2 separate regions of the Mus musculus genome follow, and region 1 is linked to region 2. Evidence: chromatin contacts called from public Hi-C data. All regions are on one chromosome and are shown on one strand. The core of a region is the stretch at or near the end of the contact, and the rest is flanking DNA. Distances in the headings are between cores, read along the strand shown.

Region 1 (4,868 bases), core at 249-2,748, 3.3 Mb before region 2:
ATGAAATAGCATTGATCTAGTTTGATTTTTACTGTATCAGCACCAAGCAGATGAGGGGGTGAAGAGAAGAACGTTATAAGGTAACACAGGCAAGTGACTTGTCACAAGTGGAACTGTCTATCATGTGTTATAGAATCTGTTGCAACTTTCATTTGTAAACATTGTGACTAAGGCTGGTATTCATCCTATGAAGGCAACTGTAAGGCTGACTCTTTGCTTTGCAGGGGATATCTGTTTACATGTAACCATTCTTAACCATTTACTTTGGAATGATCTATGAAACAGAACCCTAAAACACACTAGACAAATCCCACATTAGAAAAATTCTTCCCTGCAAACTAGTTTTCCTTTTAGAATGTAATACAATCAACAACTGGCCAACAAAATATGCAAGTCACATCCATGTTAAACTTTCTAGTATATACATTAAAAAATGAAAATAAGTTGTAATAATGTTTTAAATAGGCAGATAATATCAACATATAATCAACATACCTATTTTTTAAATTTATAACATTTTAAAAACCTGGTCCATATATGTCAACTTGGCCACTAAACATCCAACTGTACAGTGAAATGTAGTCCTACTGAAGCTTCTATTTAATGGAAATCCTATCCTACTCATGTATAAATTTAGATTCATAACAATGATATAAAACATTTTTACAATGAGTTAAATAGACATATGTGGCCAGTGGCTACTATTTGAACAACTTTGAACCTACTTTAGGAGTTTGCTTGTACCTCTAGAGCAGACTCCAGACTCAGGGACTTCGGTTGAGGTTTATTTTTGTTTGATACACCACTTGGTTAACACTTGTGCTTTTAATATTTTAAAAGTTTCTTTTCGAGTATTCGTTAAACATTACTAACGTTTGCTTGTGAATAAATTCTCTGGGCAAAACCAAACAACTTTACAGAAGTAGGTAAATGTGCTGTTAATTTGGAATTAGAAAAATAAGCTGAGGATACAGTGGCTGAATCACTTTTGGCCACTGCTTTGTATGGCTGTCCTTTAGCTTGACGACAGATTTAACTTCTGCATATTAGGGTTAGCGATTTTCACCTTCCTGACAAGCAAACTTCAGAGTTTGCACTTCTCGAGAGTATACAGAGGTCTTTCACAAAAGCAGGCGGTAGTCGCTGAACTTGCACCGGCAGAGATTTAGCTAAAGCCCTTTTCTATTTTCAGCCAGACCAACTGCGGGTCAATTCAAGTTTCTGCAGAGTGAAAAACGCCGAAATACAAAACAGAGAAGCGGAAGGCTAGATCTTTGCCAGGTACCAGTCCAAGACTACACCCCGGAGACTACGCCCACCGAAACTCCACAGGGGCAATTGTTTTTTGTGGCGGCGGCAGCCGGTCCCAGCAAGTCACAGAGCACAACAGGGAGACTCCACTGCCTTCTAAGCCCTGAGCGACGTGGCCCCGCCCAGCCCGGACCATGGGGGCGTGACCATTAGGGGAGGGGCGTGGCCAGCCTTGGGGCGAGGCGGGGCGAGCGCGGAGGCGGAAGTTCCCCACCGGCTTGAGAGGGACGGCGCAGGCACCGCGAGCCACTTGTCAGCGCTGGTCTGAGGCGGAGGGTGCGCCGCGCCGGTCAGGAGGTGAGTGGCCGCGGGAGGCGGAGGAGCACGTCCTGGTCCGCGAGGGAACAGGAGGAGAAGCGGGTGACGGGGTGCGGCGCGTGGAGGGGCGCGGGACGAGAGGAGGACGGGGCGAGCGTGTCCCCGGGAGCCGCTGCTCCTCAGGTGCTCCCGGTGCGCGCCGAGGTGTGAGAAGCGCCCGGGGCAGGGCGGCGCGCGGCGGGACTGAGCGCCCGGAGCCGGGGCTCTCGGGGACCGGCGCTCCGGAGAGCCGGGCGCACCAGGGGGCGCCCGCCGAGCCGGAGGGCAGGCGGCGAAGGGCAGCACCTCGGCCTGGGGCGCGCCAGCCCCCAGGGAAGCTCCGGCGAGCCGAGAGTGTGCGCCTGCACGGGAAAGCGGCGCAGTTTTGTTTGCTGGCTCCCAGGCTACGGAGAAGCGTGTATTTCCCCCTCCCTGAAATATGTGCAGTTGTGTAACCTGTGAGGGTTACACGTCGGTGCGTCCAGAAGGAAAGCCCACTTAGATCAGTCGCGGTCGCCAGTTTTTATGAAACTGGTGTATACTTGGGGCTTGGGTCAGACTGAGCTTCAGCCCCGTTTGACAATGAGTGGAAAGAGGAAGGGCGTATGGACTGGGCAGAACTTGGAAAGAAAATTCGTGACTGGGCTGGGCAGGTCTAGGGTGTGATCGCCAGATCCTATCCCAGGTCCGCCTTCTTGACCCGAGGACGTCTGAACCCGCCTGCTACGGAAACTGCTAGCTGGGGAACCTTATTTGGCCAACAGGGCTAGGCGTGAACCCAAGCTGGGAAACGTCTCATCCCTCAGCCTTAGTGCTTTAGTCCTCCCACCATTCTATCTCAGGAAGGGGAGAAAGAATCTCTAGGTTGTCTTAATTGAAGGGCTCCTCACTTGTAGGTCTCTCCCGGTTACGCACACCAAGGAAACTCGCACACAAGTGTGGGAAACCACTTTTAGCCTCCCTCACTAGCAGTAGATGGAAGGTATTATTTATGCTGTCCCTAAAAGAAAATCCAAAGCTCTACAGAAATTCCAACGTTTTTACATGTTTGAAAGCAGAATAAGCTGTTATTTCCTGCCTGCTTGGTTGGTATTTTAGCATTTGGGCACTAATAACCACATGGGGGAGACTTGGAAAAAGCCAATAAAAATATTGCCGTTGCTTAAGGATCAGAATATTTTCAGACAAATGAATTCCAAGCGAAGCTAGCAGAAAGGGAATTTAGAGAAGAGACCGGTGTTGTGGTTTGGCTGACTTGGCTAGTGCTAGAAATGTTAATAACAAATCGGAGAAATCAGGAAGGGAGTCCCTAAGAAAAGGGAAGTGACATGGATGTGGGATGACACACAAGTACAATACATTCTCTCCTAGGGAAAAATGGAGCCAGAGTACCGTTAGCGTAACTTTCACATTCTTCCCTTGGCACAGTTAAAGATTAAAAAAGGAGAGTGGCCTGTGGACTGTCAGTGGGTTTACTGATTTCTTTGTCCCGTGTGGCACTATCAAGACTGCCTCTACTGGCCTTCAGGAGATCCTCTAGCGCCACGGCAGTGGTGTGTGGCTTGTTATTAGCTCGCTACCATTTGGTTCTCACCTGCCATTTGGCTTCCTCTGGGTCTTTTTGTATAGCCACTGCTTACTACTGCGGTACCAAAGATATGTTACTAAACGGTAGGTTAGTACTATTATGCCGTCTTAAAAGCTTTGCAGTGTACATATTCCCGAAACTAATTTTTCTGTAGGAACTAGATTTCCTTTGAAGTGTTGCCTCACTTTCCCTTCTTGAGAAGAAGGCATTCATTTGCATTCTCCTCAGTGGTACATGTGCTGCTGAACTTGACAACTTGACGTGTCAGGATCGACGTTGGAGTAGATGATTTAAAAGATGAAGTCTGATTTTTCGTCTTTTAAATCAGCTGCTTTAATACACTATATATGCTATATATATTTCTCAGAGAACTATATATAAGCTGAGAATTAGACCCAAGACCTCGTGAATGCTACACAGACTCTCTACCACTGAGATATATTTCTATCTCTAAAGCTTTGTTTTGACAAGTGTCTTTAAAGTATTACAGTGATGTACCTGCCATATTTTTAGATGGAAGTACTATATATCCTTAATATTCTTTTTAAAGAGAGAACAATGTTCACTATTCCCAATGCCTCCTAATTACAAGTAGGACACTCAAGTCAATTTGAGCTTTTAAAAGCTACTCACTGGACCACCAAACAGGCAGCATACACCAGCTGATATGAGGTCCCCAACACATATATAGCAGAGAACTGCCAGGTTTGTGTTCAATCAGAGTTGATGCACCTAACCATCAAGAGACTGGAGGCCCGAGGGAATTAGAGATCAGGTGGGGTGGGAGGTGGGGGGTGGGGACATCCTTGTGGAGGGGGGGGGATGGAGGGGGGGTTGGGGAGGAGGTAAGGGATGTGGAACAGTTAAGAATTGGAGGGTGGACGACAGAGGGGGGAAAGGGGGTTGGTTATAAAATCTGGAGTGTAAAAATAAATTAATAAATAAAAAAGAAAGAAAATACATTAAAGTCAAGGCAAAACAAAACAACCCCCCCCCCCCAAAAAAAAAACTATCCTGAAGTCATTATGAGCCTAAGTACAGCAAGACAGGACAAAAAAGAAAAATATAAAAGCAAAACAGTGCATCATGGTCATTTTCTAAGGCTCCAATTTAGTTTCATTAAGGTTAACCTTGTATTTCAGTTATGGTTAGTAGAGCCTCATTTACTGTCTTGGGAAGGCTTAGTCTTTGCTTTGCTGGAAAACAAGAATTTAGACTAAAATACCACCTGTTCTAGAATTTAGCCCTTCATTGCCTATATGAAAGAAAAATAAGGCTTTAGGTTCACTTCCCAGCCCCATAAACAAACAACTAGATAAACAAAAACCCAGTTTCAGACATACTTCATACTTAGAAATTCTGAACTATTACGTCAGCAACCTTATCTTTCCTTCCTTGACATACTTTTCCACCTTTAAACTCCACCTAAACTTCTGTTCCACCACACCAGAGTATGTAGACACCTGATCCACTGAGGATGAAGCAACGCTAGCTTAGGAAATCTAGTTCCTAAAGAAAAGTGATTTCAGGGATAATGTGCTGAGTATGAAGTTTCCTTAACTGTGGAAAATACCATGTTCCTATAGAGGAGGCTAGGAGTTAGGGTTCTAAATTAGAATTAGAATAATTAATCTCAGTTTAAAATAATTTATTGTTTAGAATTCATGAACAG
Region 2 (4,954 bases), core at 906-3,405:
CAAAACAAAACAAAACAAAACAAAACAACCCAAGAGGCATTACATCATTCCTTAAATGAGCCACTTCTAGGTATAGTCCAAAAGAGTCTCACTATAGTTATGTCAATGTATTGGAGTTCAACATGATCATCATGATTGCCCTGCACTGTGCCTTTAATTGGTGAGAAAGTCGAAGGGGTGGCTTGTGGATGCAAGAGGAGCACAAATGATGCTTAAACTAATGCCAGGTGGGAGGACAAAAACCCAGCTGCCTTTCCAATTTCAATGCATACATGCAAATGAAAGCTAGACATACCCTGAAATTATTGTGATATGTAATTAGCAAAGGAAGTAACAGGAAACTTAAAGCAACTTGAAACAGAGAATGTAGAAGACATTTGTGAAAATTAAGGAAAGAGAGAGAGAGAGATCAACCATGTGAAGCAATAGAAAGACCTAGCATGGTCTTTTGCAAACATTTGGGAAAAAGAAGCAGAACAAGGCACGTGCATGTTTGTAGACTTGGGGGGGGGGGTGGTCTTACTGACTGAACTGTGCCCAGCCATCGAGCAGAAATCCCTAAGACATCGGAATGTGACCTTGTTCAGAAATCAGGTCATTGCAGACACCAGAGTCAAGATTGGGAGTGGCCTTCCCGATCTTCATGACCAGTGTCCTTATAAATAAGGGAAAACTGGACACATAAGCACGTAGGGAAAATATGTGAAAGCTAGAGTCATATTGCTACAAGGCAAGGAAGAGGTACCCTCAGAAGATGTGTGGTCCTGCCCTGGTTTGTCTTCTGGGCCCCAGATGCTCAGTAATTTTGTTTGAACCCTGTGTATAGAGATTATTACAACAATCCTAACAGCCTTCTGCAAGATGAATTATAGGCAAACAGGAAGAGTAGTTTTCTTCCAAGAACGGGTGTTTAACATCTGTATCAGTCTATGCCTGAGCTGCTGTAAATAGATCACACCTGTCTTTAATTATGTTGCATTTTTATTTCAGAAAAAATCACATAAAATCCCAGTACCTAACATATCGAGATGCTCTTGTGATCTGTGCCTGTAATATTAGCGACTGGTCTGTGAGAGTCACAGATGAAGAAACAGCCCCTTCTGGCAGCAAGAGTTGCAGCTCCTCTTCCTACAGATCGCCACAGGCCTGGGATAAAGTCCAGGCAGGCAGGGGTCAGGACACGTGCAGGTCTCCTACTGTCTCTTCTTCTTCCTTCTCCCCCTCCTTCTTTTATTTTACGTTATTATTATTATTTATTTTTTTGGTTTTTCACAGGCGGATTTCTGAGTTCCAGGCCAGCTGGTCTACAAAGTGAGTTCCAGGACTGCCAGGGCTACACAGAGAAATCCTACTGCCTCTTCTTGGTGCAGAGCCCAGTCTGGGACCCCGAGCCCCGCGAGAGCATGTGGGAGCATTTCGGTCACAGTCCCCGGGCGGCTCGTCATCCACCGAGTTACCCCCGCCCGTAGGTGGACTTTCAGTGTTTCTGATCTCAGCACGTCTTTCCTCCCTGGCACAGCCGGAGTGCGGCGGACACAGCCTGTAGGGTCCCGCCCGACGGGTTAAAGGGCTTTAGGCACTGGCTCGCCGAGGGTGACCTTGCGACCGCTCTCCGCTGGACCGGCTTTCCCGCCAGCCCCGCAGGACAGCCTGATGCGCCCTGGGGACGCGCCCGCGGACATCTACGTCCTCCTGCTCCGCCACCCCGCACATGCTCGCCTGGGGCGTGCGCTGCCAGGCACGCTCCGGGCTGAGACTTCCTCCCGGGAGGCTCCGTCCCAGCAGCCCGGAGATCTGAGCCCTGCTTCCGCCCCTCGAGCAACAGCCACCGAGCTGTACCGCTCCGGTCTGTAGACGCACAGCCCCCGGCGGGCTAAGCCTCGCCGGCCGTGGGCAGGAGGCAGCACTGGCCGCACTGAGCATGCTCGGCGGAGAGGGCGGGGCGCTCGGCGGAGAGGGCGGGGCGCTCGGCCGCGCGTCGGGAGGGCGCTCCTCAGGACGGCTCGGCGCCTCCGCGCCAGCCCGCCCGCCCGCCCGCCCGCACGTTCGCTCGCTCGCTCGCTCGCAGCCGCGCCCGCCGCAGGCTGCGCCCGGCCGCCCCGCCCCGCCCCGCCCCGCCCCCCGCCGCTCGTCCCCGCCGCGGCCGCGCCGCCCGCAGCCGCAGCCGCTGCTCCTCCCCGGCGGCCGCCCCCCGCGGGTCCCTCCCTGGCTGCGGGAGACGCGGAGGTAGAGGGAGGACGCCGCCGCCGCTGAGCCGCGCCGCCCGCACCCGAACCCTTCGCCTCGCCCTGCCGGTCCTCACTCTGTGGGAGGAACATGGGTGAGTCCTGCCGGCCGTCATCGCCTGACATTTTCTTTTCTCCCCCTCGGCGTGCTGCAGGGTGGCAGTGCATCTCTCCTGCAAACTTGCCGGGGTCCCCGGGTCCGCGAGGTGCGGGGCGGCGGCCCTCCCAGGGGGAAGGCGGGCGCACGAGGGCGGCCGGGCCGGCGGGGTCGCGCACGGGGTGGGGTCGGCGGCGGGCTCCGCGCTCGCCTCCCCTCCTCCACGCTTCCTGCCGGCACCGGGCCGCGCGGGGCGTCCCCGGGGCTGGGAGGCCGCGGTGCTGCAGGCTCGGTCCCACGGCGAGCCCGACCACTTGGCGGAACTTCCTTCCCGTGGGCGCGATCGCTCCCTCCCCGGCCTGCCGACGGCCGGCGCCGGTGCGGGGAGAGCCGGCAAGTAGTTTGGGAGGGCGATGGCCAGCCGAGTGCCGAGCGGACAGTCTCCAAGGTGGAGGTGGCGACTCGCCCGCCGCCGCCGTGGGCAGCGCGAGGCTGGCGGGAGCCGCTAGCTGTTGAATTAGTGTTGGGAGACTACGGCGTGCACAGTTCCGGTCCTCAAGCGGTTTTCTGGATTTCTCCTGTAGCTGGAAACTGTGCCCTGTAACACATTGTTAAGGAATTTACATGCTGCCTGTTCTGCCCCAGCTGCCCCTGCCTAAATCTGTATAATCTGATTCTAGTTCCATTGTACTTATAGTTAATCCTAAAAGAATGGATACTTCAATGCAAATGTTTTATAAAACTGTTTATGTTTGAACGTGAGATTCTCCTCAGATATTGCCTACCTGTGCATAATTACAAAAGCACCGGATACAAATCTCTTCTGTAATTAAGGGCGAAAAGTTTCCTTTGATAGTAACAACTTAGATCATCTGTCCAGTACACGTTCCCCAGTTTGCTTCTATTCCATAATTTGCGTCTATCGTAATTTCCCCTTTTAAAAACTGGCTTCTTCGGCGTCCCTCCACACGGACTTTGCCCACTCCTTCTGGGCAAGTTATTTATGAGTGTGGTCCTTTCATCTGTCAACACAGTGCTCAATGCTTAGAGTTAGATCATGGCAATACAGAACCCTCCAGGAAGTATCAGAATCCTAGAAATGATGTGGTAGCCTTTCCCGGAAGACCAAATACTCTTAGCTTTGAGTCAGATCTTTGTCATTTAGTAGGAAGAGGACCGTTGGGGGAGAAGGAGGTGGTTTTAATGAAACAAAGCAGAACAAAACACCCATGCCCCTGAATTTTATTTTCACTTGTTTGTCTTCCAAGTGAGTATCACTGACAGTCGGAACATTTCTATAAAAAAAAAAAAAAAAATCGGTATCCCATTTGTTCGTCCCTTTATAGAATTTTAAAAGAATACTAATCCAGATTACAGATTAAAATCTGCGTGTTGGAAAGTTTTTAATTACACTTACAGGTTTGGTGTAGAAACAAGTCTCAGTTTTTTAAAGGTGAGATTTAGTTAAAGCTCATTTTAACTAAACGTTCAAAATGTTGAATCGGTATTTTTCCCCCAGTGGGGGTGGATATCCAAGGTCTGTTGTTGCAAATTAGGGAATAAAAATACCTAAAACAGATTAAGTTACTTAATAATCTTGCAAATCTTGAATGCTGATGGGTGATTTAAAAGGGGGGGGGGAGAGTCAAATACAAACCCACTTTATTTTGAAGCTTCTCAGAAACTCTTGTTTATGTTCCCTCCTGTTAGCACTTGGGGTACCTTGTTAGAAGTTTTGTTGTTTTGTTTAAATAGCACCCACATAATGTCTAATGGAGTTATTTGCATATCTAGTTGTTTTGAGCATTTAACTTTATGTTCAAGAAGATGACATTTTATGTCTTAAGTTTTGTGTCTTTTGTGAGAGTTTTCACATAGTAGGTGTTCAATAAAATTTGGCCAAATTATTCTTTACACTGGCATGTACTTTCTGCTCTTGAACTTGAAACGTAGGCCCTAAACGTTGGCGTGAATTGGTAGACATGGAAGTATAGAAAATGTCTTGCTGTAAGGCCTTTCACTAAACACTGGTTACATTATTGCAGGGTGTGGGTTTTGAAGGCAACCTTAGGTATATAGTTTCCTTCTATAATGCTGTTTGCAGTGATTAAGATGTCTTTGTATGATCGAGAGGTATATACAATAATAAAACATTAAAACCTTGGAAGATAATTTTATATCTGAGCCACAGAAGTTAAGACAACTCCTAAGATATACTAATTAATGGTGGGGGAAGGGATTATTTTTTAACTGTCTTTTAAAGAAATCAATAAGGTGCATTTTATTTATTTTAGGTAGTCTGCTTTGTTTTTGTTGTCTTGGGTAGCAAACCCCAGAGCCTTGTGCATATTTGAGTCCCAGCTGGAACCCTTAAAGGGTATTTTTATGGCAATAGCTTTTCTCCATAAGAAAATGAAGAATATTTTCTATATAACCTCACAGATCCCAGCTGTGACTTTAATTACTATAAGTGTATATGTTATTGCAACCCAATATTGATCAAAACTCCATCCTATGGAGTGTACGGTGGGGAGGCAAGAATGAGTGATACAAACACACTTACGGTTTCCTATACTCTCCAGAACCATATGAGCCACAAATAACTATACTAAAAATGAGTGTGTGAGTCGCA

The links. A called contact is a pair of places that touch in the nucleus more often than the background predicts.
Region 1: a contact with region 2 is called in a Hi-C map of CD8 T cells, with 6 times the contacts expected there. The contact joins the promoter of Pdlim5 here to the promoter of Rap1gds1 in region 2. A contact is called at or near these places in 1 of 39 promoter capture datasets (pre-B cells) and 2 of 484 Hi-C or Micro-C datasets (B cells and CD8 T cells).

Annotation. Positions count from the first base shown.
Region 1 is chr3:142,392,326-142,397,193 of GRCm38.p6, reverse strand. Pdlim5 (PDZ and LIM domain 5) reads left to right here and starts at 1,498. Exons shown (of 13, transcript NM_019808.3): 1 at 1,498-1,608.
Region 2 is chr3:139,072,402-139,077,355 of GRCm38.p6, reverse strand. Rap1gds1 (RAP1, GTP-GDP dissociation stimulator 1) reads left to right here and starts at 2,155. Exons shown (of 15, transcript NM_001040690.2): 1 at 2,155-2,320. The coding sequence starts at 2,317.